Linked DNA regions of Rattus norvegicus: regions 1 and 3 are each linked to region 2. The links are chromatin contacts, called in public Hi-C maps. All regions are on one chromosome and are shown on one strand. Each heading gives the region's core, a stretch centred on a gene start, on an enhancer-like site or on the middle of the called end of the contact. The rest is flanking DNA. Distances are from core to core; before and after follow the strand shown.

Region 1 (3,839 bases), core at 384-2,883, 320 kb before region 2:
TATTGAAAAATATATATTATGCAAATGAGCATGCAAATAGGGAAAGCATATCCCTGCTAATGGCTATGAGGAGAAGCACCTGGTGAGAGAGGCAGGGGACTTGATCTTGAACCTGAGAAGTCAGGCTCTCCTGACAAAGAAGTAACACAGCATCTGGTTTCTGTCAGGTGGGGCCAGGCTTAAAAACAAACAAACAAACAAACAACAATAACGACAACAACAACACACCCAGATGTTTTCCAAGCAGGTGGATAAGGAGCAGCAAAGGTAAGCAAGCGTGGAGAGAGACACTGGTGGACAATGGGAGCCAGTATGAACAAGATGGAAGCTGGCTCAGTGAGGGCAAGCTCACACACAAGGCTGAGAGCCTGACTTCTGACCCAGCACCCAGAGAACGTAGGAGCTCCTGGGGAACAGCCGTAGAAGAATCCTTCAAGTGTGTGAGCCTGCCAATGTGGCATATGCAGCTGCAAGAAACCAGAACAGATCCTGCTTCTGAAGGTCAAAGCCGACACCCACTGTGGCCCACCACACACACACACACACACACACACACACACACACACACACACACGAGACCTTGAAGAACATGTGCAAAGGCCCTGGGGTACTAGAATGTTAGTAAGACAAACCAAAGGAAGTCCACTTCTCCTCTGCTTACAGAAATTCTCTCTCCTCACATTCTTCTCAAATGTGACATCCTCTGAGGAGATACTGCCCCCTCCCCAATTGCACTGTAAACTGATATCCTCATACCATTATGACATTTCTTCTCCCCGTCTGCTGGCACTTAACTCACGGTAAGACAATGATCTGTTTATACATCTGTCTCCCTCACCAGCAGGAGGGACACAACATTATCTTTCTAACGCCTGGTATGCAGTGCTAAGCATGTTAAAAAACACTCCTTGTTTGTTTTGTGAAAGAACAAGCGAATCTGGACAATCCAACCAAGTTCCCCACACAACCCCCGGGGCCTCCAGCCCCCACCCCGGCACACCCTAGCTACTCATTCTGCCTCATAAATGTACTTATCTACTTTGAGAACTGCCTACATTTTTGGGGGGTTAAGATTGAGCTGTACAGTAATACCTCTTTTAGAAAGCCCTTTCTCTGGCTGCCCTTAATGAATCATAAGGTGTTATTTACTGCAGCTTCGGAACCATCTGCACAGACATTGTTAACACAATGTAATTCGTTTTATAAATATCACACAATTATCTAATTTTTTAAAGGCTCTGGCTGCTTTGAAAGGTGTTATTTTGGAAACAAGTCCTGGCCCCTCCTAGGGAAATTCCCAAACCAGCATTGTAATTGCTAAGTATATCCACAGAAGGCCTGAGAGGCCGGACAGGAAGTATAAATCCCTGAGCTGTTGTGGACATTTCTGAGTGCGGCCAACACAACAGGAGAGGGGTCACACGCACCCCTGTCCCACCTGTGGTCACCTGCCCTGTCTGCACTTCAGATAAGGATTCCAGAACTCCACAAACCCCAAGTCAGTTCTCCTCCCCGGTGATAGCAGCCCCTTCCCTGCAGCTCCAGGACACTTGCCAGCCTGTGTGTGTCCAACAGTTGCAAGAACGATTAGGAACAGGGACATGACTGTCCACTGCCCATTTCTGCTGAGGCTTCCAAATGGAACTAGCCATCTGTGGGTTTTCCTTACAGGGTGCCAGCAACCCCTGCACTGACTCTCCTCCCACCACCCTGAGTAAACCCTCCCTTCTGGGACAGGAAAAACAATACAATCAAGATTAGGGTATTCCAGGAGCAACGCAACCCCCCAGCTATCTGGCTATTTGATACAGGGTTGTTAGACAGGGCCCAGCCCCTCTTCGGTCTATCTTTACCTGCCATCTTTAGAGGATTACTGGGGAAGGGCTGGCAGTGGTCTGTAGTAATTTAACCCAGGCCTCCTGGAGCTGTTTATGAACAGATGTGAGCTAACATTCCCATACAGCCAGGCAGCATTCTGGAATCCTGGGCAAAAGCGGCATCCCTGAAAAGTGTGCTGAGCCCCCACTTTGTCTATCTCTGCTGCCGAGGGACAGGATGTGGGCTGCCTGGGAAAAGAGCCCTCACCAGCACAGTCCTGGGACTGCCCTTTGATGTGTGTGTGTGTGTGTGTGTGTGTGTGTGTGTGTGTGTCTGTCTGTCTGTCTGTCTGTCGGTCTGTCTGTCGGTCTGTCTGTGTGGCGGGGGCAGGGGGATGAAGGAGGCAGAGAGAGAGAGAGAGAGAGAGAGAGAGAGAATCTGGCACACAGAAGAGTTGGTACTTCATTACAGACTTCCTGCCTTTATCTCTAATAATTATAGAATCCCTTGGGAAGAAGGAAAGGGTGCTATGAAACGCCACAGGAAGGGGTAGACACCACCAAGGAAGGCAGGGCCCCAGAAACAAAAAAGTCTGAGAAAGGGGGAAGGGGGGATGGTGAACATCTGCTCTGCGAGGTACAAACACTGCACTGACCTTACCTTTCAAATGGAAGCTATCTGCCTAGTGTTTCTAGTGTCCAAGGAGCCAGAGCTTAGGGGAGAACTCTGAGGTGGGTGAGGTCAGACTGTGATGGCTGGGTCCCACCACTCAATATTGTCTGGGCTGCAACCCACGAACCATCTTCAGAGGCTTCAGACGCCCCTGTCTACAGAAAAACACATCACTAGTGTGAGTCTGTTACTGCTACAAAACAAACAAAACACAAAAACAAAACCTTAGATTCCCTAGATTGGGTACTTTACAAATAAAGAAATTGATTCCTTATATTTCTGGAGGCAAGTCCCAAATCAAAGTGCCATTGGACAGATGCTAAGTTGGGCTCACGACCCATGGATGGAACCTTCAACTTCATTTGGCAAGCGCTCATGTTCCATGGGACCAGGCACCCAGTGAGACAAAAACGTTCAGCAGTAATGTGGGCTGCCTGGCTGTGCACCCAGCCGGCGGACATAAACTGCAGCACTGGGCTGAGGGTGTGTCTGCCACACCTATTCTCTACAGGGCGGTATCATAAACATTACACACTGATAATTCCCTTCCTCAGACAAGAGAAGGAGAGGGAACTCGGCTGATAAAGTGCTTTGTCCTACAGGCGTGAGGGTCTGAGCTTGATCCCCAGCACCCGTCGTGGGAAGAAAAGCAGCACTATGGCAATTCTAGCCCCAGAACTGGGGAAGTGAGGACCAGAGACCATGGAACCTGCTGGCCAGCCAGCGCAGAGGAATCTGTGAGCACCAAGTTCTGTGCAAGACCCTATCAAAAAGTAAGATCCAAAGCAATTGAGGACGACACTCAGTGTCAACCTTTGGTGTACACACACACACACACACACACACACACACACACACACACACACAGGGTGGGCTAAACTATTTGTTTCTAAAAGAAAGGTCATGTAACATATCTTAAAATCTAGAGTAGGGCATACTGCTGTAATTCTATTAATGGGAAAATGAGGCAGGAGGATTGCCATGAGTTCATGGCTAGCCTGGGTTTTACAGTAAAACCATGTCTTTTGGGAAAAGAAAAAAAAAAAAAAAGGATTAGAGAGACAGCTCAGAGACTAAGAGCACACACTGCTCTCCCAGAGGTCCTGAGTTCAATTCTCAACAACCACACAATGGCTCACAACCATCTTGACTGGGATTTGATGCCCTTTTCTGGTGTGTCTGAAAATAGCTCCAGTGTATTCATATACATAAAATAATTTTTTAAAGATTTATTTTATGCATATGACCACACTGTCCTTCACTCACCAGAAGAGGGCATCAGATCCCATCACAGACGGTTGTAACCCACCATGTGGTTGCTGGGAATTAAACTCATGACCTTTTGAAGA
Region 2 (3,982 bases), core at 1,000-3,499:
CCCTGAGAGTGGGGGATGGGAGCACGGGTCCACTACGCCCCCGCGCTCCTTCTCCAACGGCGGGACATGGTTCAGGCCAGCCCTATGCACTTTTTTTCCTTCCTTTTCTTTTCTCCTTTCTCCTTCCACTCTCCATCTATTCTTTTTTCCTCTTTTTTTTCCTGCTTCTTTCTTCTTTTTTTTTTTTTTAATTTTTGTTTTGTTTTGTTTTTTGTCTTCCTCTCTCCTCTCCTGCCTCTTGGCCCTCCTTCTCCCCGGCCCGCGCTCCCTTCAGTAGGTGAAGACCAGGTTAGAGATGCTGGACTCCAGCCAATCTCCCGAGATCATCTCGCTCACCTCGGGCGTGCAATAGTCCGGGAACTCGAAGTGGGAGCCTGAGCCGGGTTCGAAGTTAAAATCCAGGTCCCGATCAAGCGCGGATGAGGAGCTGAAACTGCCCAGGGACATGCTCTCAAAGTTTGAGCTGGGGTTCAGGTCGAGCAGGTCATCTTCGAACTCATCATCGGACGACGAAGAGCCCGAGGAAGAGGAGGAGGATGAGGAGAGCGACGAGGACGCGTGCGAGGGCGCGCTGGACGGGGCGGGCGAGGCTGCACGTAGGCTGGCGTAGCCGCGGTGGTCAGCGGGCGATCGGCTGGCGGCGGGCGATGATGCTGCGCTGCTACGGCCGCTCAGACTCCGGCCATCGGGCGAGCATCCCGGGCCCCCATCTTCGTATAACCCCAGTGGATCGCTGGGGTCGGCGCTCGCTCCCAGGCCCCCGACCGGGGATGCCGAAGCGCCCAGGCTTCCGAACAGGTAAACGCGCTTCACCTTCTTGTCGGCAGGGTGTTTGGCGGGGGTGGCCAGCGCGCTGGACGGCGAGGAGGAGGCGGCCGGGGTGGCCGCGCTGGGAGTCCGCACCTTGTAGACGGCCGCGGGCTCCCCCAGGGGCAGCAGGGCGGCCTGCTCCGGAGAGAACGATGCAGCCGCCTTACCGCCGCCCGCCGGGACGAACTTGGCGTGGGGCTTGCCGACCGAGCTGCCCGCCACCTTGGGGCCGCAGCTCTTCTTGGGCGCGGGCTTGGAGCTGCCGCCCGCGCCACCCCCCGCGTGGCCGCTTCCCGCGTGGCCGCTGCCGCCGGCGACCTTGTCGCCCTTCTCCCCAGGTTTGGCTGTGGCCGCCGATCCCGCGCCCGTGTTGCCCGACTTCACCTTCTTTCGCGGCCGGTACTTGTAGTCAGGGTAGTCAGCCATGTGCTTGAGGCGCAGCCGCTCCGCCTCCTGGATGAACGGGATCTTGTCGCTGTCCTTGAGCAGCTTCCAGCGTTTGCCCAGCCGCTTGGAGATCTCGGCGTTGTGCATGTCGGGCGACTGCTCCATGATCTTGCGCCGCTCGATCTGCGACCACACCATAAAGGCGTTCATGGGCCGCTTGATGTGGCCACTGGGCGTCTTGCACCAGCTAGGGTCGTCCGCCTTGCCACCCGTGGACGCCGTGGAGCCGGGCGTCGGGGAGGACGCGATGCCCAGCTCCAGGCCGGCGCCCGAGTCTGAGCTCTCCCCAGCCAGCAAAGCCTCCGTGTTCTCCGCGTTGTTGGTCTGTTGTACCATGGCCCCGGCTTGCCGGGCGCCCACGCGCGCTCACACGCTCGCGGCGCGGTCGCCGGGCCCTGCGGGCTCCCCGGGGCGGAGACCAGGGTCCCCTGAGCAGCGCGCGGGCCAGGGGCGGCCGCCTCCCGCCGCCAACCTAGAGTCTCCGAGGCCCTCCGTCCTCCCTCACCGCTGAAGTTCTCCCTGCGGGCACCGAGGCTGGAGTCGGCCGCGGCGAGGAGTTTCTCCAAACGTTGGTAGCCGGAGTATCTTCCAAACGCAAGTTTCTCGCCGCCTCCGGGGCAAGTCTTTCCCCCACCCCTTTCCCCTGAAGCAGTCGATTGCAGTTCACGAGAGCTCGCGGTAGCTCAGGAAAGCGACATCGTCTCTAGCGCCTAAGTCCCTTTCCTGCAGAGCAAAGCCAAAGCGACTCTGGCTCCGGGACTCTCTGTGGGCGGAATCGGTGCTGAGGAGTTGGTGCAATTATTTTGTTGCAAGGTAGGAAGCCAAGAAGCTTGCATGCAACAGACCGGCATGAATAAATGTATGTTTCTCCCTCCCTCCTGCAAGAAGGAGAGCTGGTTACCGGCAGAGTTCCCCCACTGCAGACTCTCTAAGAAACAGCGTGCAAGAACTGGAAACCGGGAGGGAGACGGCCCTCTTTCCCTCACTCTGTTTCTCTGGCTGCAGCTTAGAGCAGACCCCAATTCCGCCTCGCGCTTCTTTATCCTTTCGCAGACAGCCAATCAGCCGCTGTAACTAACGCTTCCTCGTGCCAAGCCCCTCCCCCGTCCTTCCCATTGGCTTGGAACCCGATGCAATAATAATCTCCGCGTGCAATGAGAAGCTCCAAATCTGACCTCATTCCAATTTACAGAGCAAACTTTTTAAAAGGGCTAGAAGTACAGCTGAGATTTCTGCTGCCTCTTTTCCCCCCTTTTGCTGGGCGCGCGCGCGCGCGTGCGTGCCTGTGTGTGTGTGTGTGTGTGTGTGTGTGTGTGTGTGTGTGTGCGCGCGCGCGCGCGTGTGTGAAGAGGATGTTAATGCATGAAGTTATTAAGGGGAGAGACGGAAATGTATTCTAGCCATTATGTTAGATAACAAGGGGCTTGGAGGGGGGGTAAGGGTGAAATACTGTAAATGGAAGCTTTCTGCTTAAAAGCCGAGTGATTATTTTTATTAGTTCTTTTCAGCCCAGGAATAAAGAATCAGCCTTTGGTGCAAAATCTCTTTTCTTAGCTCCTTCTTAAAGCTAGAGATGTAAGTGGGGGGAGCCACAATAATAAATCAATGGATATTGAAAACCATTAAGAAAGTGGCACCTAGACACCTGTCATCACAATTATTTTAACAACTCCATGTTCAGAACAGACGTTGGTGTATTGTGTAAATCCCTTCAGGATGCTATCTGTGCTGTTTGTGAAAGGCAGTTTTTCCCCCTTTTCAGTAATTGCTTACTCTTTTTGCCAAACAGAGGTTAACTAGTTATTTAATGATTTCAGCTCCCCTATAAATCCTGGGTAGGCCAAACAAGATTTTCTGTGGAAAGCCAAGGCAGTGGCCCATAATTACCTCAATAAGAGACTTTGTATGATTTTTGTATAGGGCGATCATGGTGAATACAGGATGGGATTGACTTCACTTTCTAAATGTTTGTTTTCCACAATTTCCAAAGGATAGATGGGTTCCTTTGACCCACCTCCTTGTTTTCTTACTCATTTTATCTGCAGCCTGTGCTACTTGAAGCAAATGGGCCTAGAAGACTAAGGAAAAGAGAAGGGGGTGGCAAAGGAGAGTGGAGCTGCTGCACCTACCTCAAGCCCCACCCCTGATCTTTCTTTCCAAATCTCAATTGTCCACCTCTTCTGTGCTTCGGGAACCCCATGGGCTTGTGTTAGTGGCTGGTGAGTGTGTGATTATAAACCACTGATGTGTGTCCTGAGCCCTCTGTGGATTCTAACCTGAGTTCCTTCCTAATGCAAATGCCACTTCTAGTAAAAGCGGCATGACATTCAAGAGACTAAGAAGGAAGATGGGTACTGATGGTGAAACATAATCAAAATCCTGTCGGCTGGTCCCCGTTTGTTACCTCAGTACTTGGGAGGTGCCATCAGGAAGATCGGGAGTTCAAGGTCATCCACTGATACTTAAGAATTCCAGGGGGGCTGGGGATTTAGCTCAGTGGTAGAACGCTTACCTAGGAAGCGCAAGGCCCTGGGTTCGGTCCCCAGCTCCGAAAAAAAGAACCAAAAAAAAAAAAAAAAAGAATTCCAGGACAGCCCCGGCTGTACCAGACCTTGTCTCAAAGAGCATACACATGGCAGAAAGTATTTAGAATATAGAATAACTGAGTTCCATAATCACCCTTTTCCCCAAGATCTGAACACTGGGATTCTAGTAAAAACAGACC
Region 3 (3,480 bases), core at 288-2,787, 280 kb after region 2:
ACCTGCTGACTAACCCTAGGGCTCCTCCCGCTTTCATTTTCCCAGTACTGGGACACACACACACACACACACACACACACACACACACACTACAGTGCCCAGCTTTTCTATGGCTGCTAGAGATCTGAACTCAGTTCCTGAGTTGTGTAGCAAGCATTTTTACCAACTGAGCCATGTAAATGTAACTTTTGCCTAAAGTAAATTTTATCTCAAAGGCATACTGACTCATGCTAACAGGCCTAGGTCTGGAAGCTTCTAGCCTCTATACAATCTTATCTAGGCCTAGAATGTTTTCAGCCTCTGAGACTTAATACCAGATAAGCTCACCCTTTCTAGTTCTTTCTGAGCTCAGGATGTCTGGCTCAACTCAGCTGTTTGGCTCAAACTCCTTTCCGTGCTAACTGATTCAAACTGGCTTCTCTCCGTTTCTTATTGATTTGCTCTGTTTGGCCTCATACTAACTTTGGCAATATTTTCTACTCTCCCAGCTTCTCATTCTCTGATTCTTCTGTCTTCACCTGCATCTAGCTTGTTCTCTTCAAGCTATTTCTGTAAAACCTTTCCAGTAAAACCTGCCTCCTCTCCTCCTTATCTGTCTGTACTGTCTCTCTCTTAAACAGCTTCCTTTTCCTCTCTCTTCTCATGAGAGTTGGGTATATCCTATTCTCTCATATCTTTCTCTGAGTTGCCACTTTGTCTGCCATTCAATTATATATCAGTTTCAAATATGGATGCTTCCTTCTACCAACTAACTTTACCTTCGTAGTCTGGGATTAAGCATGTGTACTACAGGTATGTCTATAATCTTGTCAGGGGAATTAAAGGTATGTGTTATGGGCTAAGCCACAACACAAGTAGAATCAGCCTTTTTTCAGTAAATAACACAATCTAGAAGTTCACAATGTGACCAAATATCCTGTAATAGAATGGTCTCTCCAGTCCTAAGGAATGTTGAGTTGATCATTACATTCTACATATGTGTATCAAACTGTCATACTGTACCTGACAAAAATGTACAGTCTCTATGTATCCAGTAAAGAGGGAAAATTACAAGAGAAATTGTAATTGACATGGATTTCACAGCATCAAGTGGCGAGTGAGTTTAAAGTCAGGTCAAAGGCAATAGGTGTGTGCATGAAGAAGACTTCCTCAGACACTACTAAGCCGGTCTGGGTACAAGAAAAACTCACCTTCAAATCCATTTCTAAGCCAAACACCCCAAGATCAGTATCCAGGGGATCAGTTAACATTTCTGACAGTTTCCTTCTGTCATTGTATAGGCTTCCAGGATTATCTTCTAATGAAGAAAGTCCTTTGGATGCTGGCAGAAGAATCTACTAGAACAAAAATTAGAAAGAGTGTCTGCTTAATGCCAGGAATGAAGAGAGGAAAATCAGTCTCTTACAATAAAGGGCATGGATGTTCTCAAGAGACACTTTTAGAGCTAAAGAAAGAAGATGGTCAAAGGCAGTGCTCAGGGCAGCACTTGTAGCTTAATTTGGAAGGCAGTGTTGCCCTGTCTTCTTTGGCTTCCTCCTACTCCTTACAGTGTTGGGAATGACTCCAGGACTTAGGCATGTAGGCAAATATTCTACCCTGAGCCACACCCCAGTCAGCAATTCCTTTAAGTGCTATAGGAATTCTATGTCCAGGACTTCACCCTCTCTCCATCCTCTCTAGATCAGAGTGCTACACCTCTCCCCAGAATCGAGCACCCTCTTGCTGCAGCTGGGTGGTCCAGAAACCCAGAGAAAAGCCAGGGGCTGCTTCTTTCCACTCCTCTGGCTTCAATTCCCTTCATTGAATTGGGGATTTTTAAGCACAAGCCACAGTATGCACATCGCTCTCTCTCAGGTCGGTAGAGCTGGAGTACTGCTCATGGTCCTAAAACTGCTCCCAGGGCTCCTGAGTTGTGATATCCCACATCTCCTGGGTTTGCCTGGAGGATGAGTTCCAAGGTTACCAGAGGAATCATTTAAGTAACCCAAACTTTGGTTTTTGTTGTTGCTGTGATACTGCCTTTATATATCATGGGAGGGATACGCAATCAAATCAGAGGCAGGACAATTACTAAACAGATTTTTAACTGGAACATGAACCCTTTAGCAACAGGTATATGAGTCTGAGATGGGCTGGATCCCTCTAGCCAAAAGAAACCAGTTAGATGATAAAAAATAAGACATCTAGAAAGAACTAAACCTGAAGCCAAATTAAGGGTCATGGACACTGGAAATGATGGGAATTGAAGCCAGAAGAGTGAAGAGAAGCAGCCCCTGGCCTTTCTCTGGCTTTCTGGACCACCCAGTTGCAGCAAGAGGATGCTGGGTCTTGGGGAGAAATGTAGCATTCTGACCTAGAGAGGGTGAATCCTGGACACAGAACTCCTGTGGCACTGAAAGGAGCTGCTGACTGGGGTGTGACTCGGTGGTAGAAATTTTACCTTGCATGCCTAAGTACTGGAGTCACTCCCCAGCACTGCATTAGGAGGAGGAAGGGGAGGAGAATGATGATGACAATACAAGGATGGTGATGACAACTGTTTGTTTGCTAGGCTGTGATGAAAAGATACCTCGGAACAGGTCATTTAAACAGCAGAAATGTTTATACTCAGAGATCTGGAGGCTGAGCAAGGTGGGTTTCTCCTGTGGCCTTTTCTTGGCTTGAAATAGTGCTGTGCTGATTGATGGTCACGTGACCCCCATATGACCTTCCCTCCATACATAGATCCCAGAGGCATCTTCCTCTTCATAACAGGACCTCAATCCTATTGGGTAGCTCCCACCTTAGTGTCTTTTTCCAACCATAGTCACTTTCCAAAGAAATAGGGAGTTAATTAGGACTTCAACATATCAATTTTGGGGAAGACCCAATTTATTGTGTAATAGGGGCTAAGAAGACCCCTACACAAAGGCCTAGAGTGGCAATTCAGAAATGAAAAAAAAATCATGCTATCCCAGTGTCCTTACATGAGAGGGGAAACTCTGCAGCCCAAGTTTTGTAGGTACAGATGTAATCGTGGAACCTCTCCTTCCTGCAGGGTACAGCAAGTGTGCCTAAGAAACTGACCCGTGGTATTGGCTCAGGACCACTGGTACCTCAAGTCCCCCACCAGAAAATAAAACACAAAAACTTCACCAGAGGGAAAAATTGAAGTGCAGGCTATGACAAAGACCTTTTTCAATCCTGCTGAAAATCAATCCATACTAAAAACATACAGCTTGAGCTGCATAGCAAACTCTAGGCTGCAGGTACATAATGAGTCACTGTCTCAAAGGAAAGCAAGCAATACAAAGCTGAGTTTGACGGCAAACACCCTGTGGTGCTGGCACCCAGGGAACTGAGGCAGAGGAATCATGAGTTCGAGGTCACTCTAAGCTGTTACAGCAAGAACTTGTCAAAAATAAAAAGAAAGATAGAAAACAGCAACAGAGCAAAAATACAAAGACAGAGCCAGCTACTGTGGCAAGTGCGCATGATTCC

The links. A called contact is a pair of places that touch in the nucleus more often than the background predicts.
Region 1: a contact with region 2 is called in a Hi-C map of frontal cortex, with 2.2 times the contacts expected there. The contact joins the enhancer-like site here to the promoter of Sox4 in region 2. A contact is called at or near these places in 3 of 12 Hi-C or Micro-C datasets (frontal cortex, mammary epithelial cells and psoas muscle).
Region 3: a contact with region 2 is called in a Hi-C map of the A7r5 cell line, with 4 times the contacts expected there. The contact joins the enhancer-like site here to the promoter of Sox4 in region 2. A contact is called at or near these places in 2 of 12 Hi-C or Micro-C datasets (the A7r5 cell line and mammary epithelial cells).

The regions. Positions count from the first base shown.
Region 1 is chr17:36,192,900-36,196,738 of GRCr8, reverse strand. The region is part of intron 5 of LOC134482707 (a long non-coding RNA gene); the gene reads right to left. Among named protein-coding and RNA genes, the nearest start is that of Rpl29l1, 270 kb to the right of the region's middle. Within about 2 kb of position 1,633, at least 11 of the 93 cell types and tissues checked have an H3K27ac peak or open chromatin away from gene starts, as enhancers often do.
Region 2 is chr17:35,874,565-35,878,546 of GRCr8, reverse strand. It overlaps Sox4 (SRY-box transcription factor 4), which reads right to left and starts at 2,249. Exons shown (of 1, transcript NM_001271205.1): 1 at 1-2,249. The coding sequence starts at 1,593. The coding sequence ends at 271.
Region 3 is chr17:35,594,773-35,598,252 of GRCr8, reverse strand. No RefSeq gene overlaps it. Among named protein-coding and RNA genes, the nearest start is that of Sox4, 280 kb to the left of the region's middle. Within about 2 kb of position 1,537, at least 8 of the 93 cell types and tissues checked have an H3K27ac peak or open chromatin away from gene starts, as enhancers often do. A contact at or near this core is called in the A7r5 cell line, where this site is marked.